Linked DNA regions of Oncorhynchus mykiss: region 2 is linked to region 1. Evidence: chromatin contacts called from public Hi-C data. All regions are on one chromosome and are shown on one strand. Each heading gives the region's core, a stretch centred on a gene start, on an enhancer-like site or on the middle of the called end of the contact. The rest is flanking DNA. Distances are from core to core; before and after follow the strand shown. Region 1 holds the start of LOC110530998 (spindlin-W). Region 2 holds the start of LOC110530704 (SURP and G-patch domain-containing protein 1).

Region 1 (2,700 bases), core at 198-2,697:
CTAGTATTAGACCTTTACTAGTATTAGGCCTTTACCAGTATTAGACCTTTACTAGTATTATACCTTTACTAGTATTAGACCTTTACTAGTATTAGACCTTTACTGGTATTAGACCTTTAGTAGTATTAGACCTTTACTAGTATTAGGCCTTTACTAGTATTAGACCTTTAGTAGTATTAGACCTTTACTAGTATTAGACCTTTAGTAGTATTAGACCTTTACTAGTATTAGGCCTTTACTAGTATTAGACCTTTACTAGTATTATACCTTTACTAGTATTAGACCTTTACTAGTATTAGACCTTTACTGGTATTAGACCTTTAGTAGTATTAGACCTTTACTAGTATTAGGCCTTTACTAGTATTAGACCTTTAGTAGTATTAGACCTTTACTAGTATTAGGCCTTTACTAGTATTAGACCTTTACTAGTATTAGACCTTTACTAGTATTAGACCTTTACTAGTATTAGGCCTTTACTATGTATTGTACATAGGCTGGTCATCTAGGTTTGTACCTGTAGACTCCATCACCATGAAGAAATATGATGACCAATAAAGTAATTGAGTACATTGAGGCATCAAGTGGTTTGTGATGATATTATGTGACTCAGTTGGTAGTGCATGGTGCTTGCAATACTAGGGGTTTGACGAGGGACCAGTATAGAAAATGTATGCACTCACTACTGTACATTGCTCTGGATAAGAGCATCTATGGAAAAGGAATTAAAAGACCATTTCAGTTTTCACATAGAAATAAGTTGCATTTGCGAAGTATGTCAAGAAACTGGAAAACATATGAAGCAAGTATTATCAGATGAACTGTTTTGTACAGATTATTATCAGACTAAATTTACAAATGCTGTGTGTGTATGTGTGTGTTGTGTGCCTCCACCTTCTTGCAAATAACACCTGGTTGACTCATTCACAACACCACTTCCAAGCCTTTATTCAACATTGATCCATTTTATAATTGCTAACATATTATTATTAGTAGCCAATATTATACAATTTGATATAAATATAAACATGCAATGCAGCCATTCTACAGAAGTACTCACACATTGTAGGTCTAGACTATGTAAAAATCTATTTCCTAAAGCAGGCATAGCTTTTCATATGGGCCCACAGTTGAATAGCAGGACAAAGAAAGTATGGGCTGAGGGAAAAATACATGTCATAGTGCAGCTGTAAAGGAATTTTCCCAACCCAATCCGCGATGTGTATTGCATTGTGGGAAATGTAGTTCAATCTAAACGCTTGGCCGACAGATAGGCAAAACAAAATGGATACTTTTTATGTTCATGCATTTTTCCTGAAATAGACAGGCCTACACACTGAATACTTAATTGCTTGTCAAATCCACAATGTACAGCTCCACTAAAGACCGTTATTTTTGCTCCTTTGTGAGTTACACAACCCAATCTATTGCAATGGCTTTATTTGGGTGGGTAACGTGAAGGACACGAACTCCCAGTGGCCTGTGCGAAAGACAACACTTTTACAGAGTTTAGTCATAAACCTATCTTGGTAGTTGTAGTTCCCGTAGTCAGACTGTTTCCTTGTAGCCTTCATGAGGCGGATTCTGCTCAGCAGAGGGAAGTAGATATGAAAATAGGGGCCAGGTAACTCTCTTTGTCTAAATATGCTTTCTACTTTGATAATCGTGTTACTGCACTACATTATAATGCATTTCAAGCCCTCCAGTTTGTCAATTTTGTCTACGCTATTTATGGTAATGCAAATGCCAACACAGTTGGTCGTTTTACTGTATACCAGTGGTCAGTGTTACGGCACAAAATTACCGCACATGATTACATGACGTTGAATGTTCTATTATTGGTTTCGCTTTGCGCAAATAGGCACGCGCGTCTTTGAAAAGCAATTGGCAACATCTGAACGTAATCGTGCATGTGAAAGGCTAGGCCTACATCAATGCTTACAGGCATGCTTACACCTTGATGTTGTAGTCAGGAATATATCTGGCTTGTCCAAAAATATCAAATTGCTGCAATCTTACGAAACGTGGTCCGCAGCGAAATTACATTAGAAACATGACATGATTTCACAGACAATTGCACATGCAGCAGTTGAGGGAGAGGGCGACGTTGTTTGTTGACATCCGGTAGGGCTACTTAATCTGCGTTTACACAGGCAGCCAAATTATGATATTTTTTTGCCACTAATTGGGCTTTTGACCAATCACATCAGATGCTTTTAGAGCTGATTTAATTGGTCATAACACCAATTAGTTCGAAAAATATCAGAATTTGTCTGCCCGTGTAAATGCAACCATTGTAACAACGCCTGTGGTATACTCGCGGGAAACTAGGGCTACCAGGGTGAAATAACCCATCCTCACCGGTACTTGTACACTGGTGGGTCTGGGTTTATTGCTTGCGTAGCCATAATTCATTATACGATAACACTGTAACAGGTTTTCTTGTTATGATTTGCAGATTGCATGTCTCCAGATCAATGTGCCATCTAACATTTGTCATTTGAATATAGGTATTTCTACCCCGTGACACAGTATATGTGTTATCAATATAGCCTAGTGAAATGCTAATTCATAATTAGCCTAAACTCAATACAATTGTATTAAATTAATCTCAATCTGGAGAAACTATGGTAGAGATCCTTGGTATATCAGCCGCATAACTATTTCCTTTAAGTGGGTGAACTCTATTGGCACGATTCGCAG
Region 2 (2,700 bases), core at 82-2,581, 140 kb before region 1:
GAAACCAATTAAAGAGCTCGCTATCTCACCAGAGTCAGAGCTGGGTTTGTCCTTCTGAAGCTTCATAAACTGCTGCAAGAAGCTTCCATCGTTCACATACTTGTTGTTGTTCGAAGAGTGTCCCTGTAAACTGTGTAAACTGTGGGGATAAGAAGTCAAAATCAATGGCTACAGTCAAGTGGGCCAGAATCAAGTACTTCCAGCAGGGATTGAGCAGAGTTTTGATGAGAGGTATTTGTAGTGTTTCAGAAGACTAGGATATACTGTACCTTGGTGGCAGTGGCTTGTTGGGAGTCTGAAGGCTCTTTTTCTTGGCCTGCTCTGCCATCTTAGCCTCGATCTCCCGCTTCTTCTGGGCGATCAGCTCCTCCTGACGGAGAATGTTCACACTCATCCTGTTCTTCTGGGCTGGCCGGAACTTGTTGTTCCAGCCTCCTCTCCCTGCAGTGGCAATAAAACAAACAGTGGAAGAGTTGGGTGCAGTTGTTATTGGTGTCCTACTACCAATAATGTTAGTCACAAGAGGTGATCTCGTTTGTAATTGCTCTAGCTATCTTCGTGAGTATTTTAGTAAAAGTCGTATGTGACTAGCTATCTATATATTATGAAGAGTGAACTACCCTGAATGATAGGAATGTGTAGACATGTCAGGGACTATATCTTGCTGCATTGAGGATGTCTCCATTCCCTTTGATTATCTTTGTTGCCACAGACTTGAGAAGCAGCCAGCAGGCCAGGGTTGGTAAAACATGTTTTTCTAAAACTGGCTAGTTAGCTCGCTGCAAGGTGGCATCAAGACGTTAGCAATAAATAGCTAAAATACAAAACTACAACTAATTATGTAATGAATTTGACATTATGTGGTTTATTCTGATTGTGGTTACCGATTTTTTTGATGAATTTTGATGTATCAACAACTACAAATCCTGTTGATGGGCGGTGGTAACTAACGTTAGCTAGCTAAGTAGCTAACGCGTTAGTTATGTAGTTAACTAGCGCAAATAACCACATTTCATGAGGCAAGAGTTTATTGTTAAGCATTTTAAAATAGTTACTATATTAAGGTATGCCATTTAAATTATTTCGAGCGTTTACCTGTATTTCCGGACTCCATAGTTGCAGCTAACCAGATCTGTATTCCCTGATACGAGCTATCTGTTGCTAAGCTAGGTAGCGCTTCGCTAGTTTCCGCTTCCTGTTCGTCTCGCAAATCGATTAATTTTGTTGTTTGTCGCTACCCGTACACGTTCCCTCTCGGTTGCTGGTAGAGAATCCGAAGATGGCTGAAGCTCCCCCACGGCCCTGCCGGTTTTTCTGTCACCGATGTTCAGCAGAGATCAACCCTCGTCTCCCGGTAAGCATTCCAGAGAGGTTTTTGTTGTTCACGAAATGAAACCATGGCCAGCTAAGTGGGGTTTGTATTATTTTATCCACGATTTCCTCTGGCTGAAGCATGACAGCTAGCTAACGTTAGCTTGTAGCTAGTGGAACGTTCACGTTGCCATTCATTTGACAGCTATAGTTTCGTTTGCATTCTAGCCAGCTACCAAAATAGCTTGTAGTTTGCCTGTTAGGATGTTTCGAGATCATGCCTCTGTGACTTGTTGGATTAGCTAAGGAGTTACCCATGTTTTACAGTGACAGCGTGTCTGTCTCTTTTTGTGATATGAGACCTGTTCATGATAATGACAGCTTGCCGGCCCATAGCACCTCCAAAGGTAGATAGCTATCTAACTTTTAAAGCGGAAATCAGCAGTTGAAACAATAACAAAGCGACTCTCCACCACTGTTTCATGTCTGGAGAAATGTAGCCACTCTCAAATTCAAAGCTATAGATGCAAGAAATTACCATCCATGATATCAAAATAATAGTTTAACCATGCCTTTAGGATAAATAGTATTTTTTTTTACATTTACTTTGTTTACAAACAGTGGATTAAATAAGATTATATTTTGGGCTCTGATGGGGTAGGACAGTTGAACTAAGCTCATAATGAGTTATGAGTTATAAGTTATATTCTTCAAGAATCAATGGGTACATATAATTCATTTATACATCCACAAATGGATGTAGCAACTGCTGATTACCCCTTTAAGCTATGATCTCACAAAGTGTGACTTTCAAAAAACACAATCATTAGGCTATGTACACCACCAACTCATTTCCATAGCTGCAACAACCTGTTTTAACATGCCTGTTGTTGTATGGTCATTCATAGGAAGCTTCTTGAATTGTACAGTGCAGTAGCTTTCAGATATCTACCTGCATGGAGAGTCTTTGCAAAGAGCTAATGGTACTCAACGATCTCTCAATAGCAATGGATTGAATGGATCATCAGCTATTGTTAAAATGATCAACTCTGGGAATGGAGCTACAGCGGGTCAAAGTGTGAGGTCAATAGCTAACTTGTTTGATTTTGAATTCAAGCCACAACTGGTTGAAGCTATCTAACAATCTTAATTCCCAGGTACATACATAGCCTACATAGGCAAGGTTGTTGTTTTGTTTTGCTTCAGAACAAATGAAAACATTCAAGTTTATGAGACTGACAGATGACAATTATGATTATGTTATAAATTAGATGTATTTCTGCTTTCCTGCAGGAGTACACATGTCCGCGGTGTGAATCTGGCTTCATTGAAGAGCTATCAGTGGAGAGAAGGTAGCCTACAGTATCATCTGCCTGTCTATCAGAGTTT

The links. A called contact is a pair of places that touch in the nucleus more often than the background predicts.
Region 2: a contact with region 1 is called in a Hi-C map of blood, with 5 times the contacts expected there. The contact joins the promoter of LOC110530704 here to the promoter of LOC110530998 in region 1. A contact is called at or near these places in 2 of 3 Hi-C or Micro-C datasets (blood and liver).

Annotation. Positions count from the first base shown.
Region 1 is chr8:78,672,026-78,674,725 of USDA_OmykA_1.1, reverse strand. It overlaps LOC110530998 (spindlin-W), which reads left to right and starts at 1,447. Exons shown (of 5, transcript XM_036986362.1): 1 at 1,447-1,621.
Region 2 is chr8:78,814,751-78,817,450 of USDA_OmykA_1.1, reverse strand. LOC110530704 (SURP and G-patch domain-containing protein 1) reads right to left here and starts at 1,331. Exons shown (of 14, transcript XM_021613951.2): 1 at 1,096-1,331; 2 at 270-441; 3 at 30-139. The coding sequence starts at 1,114. It overlaps LOC110530705 (E3 ubiquitin-protein ligase RNF126), which reads left to right and starts at 541. Exons shown (of 10, transcript XM_021613952.2): 1 at 541-558; 2 at 1,269-1,354; 3 at 2,605-2,663. The coding sequence starts at 1,280.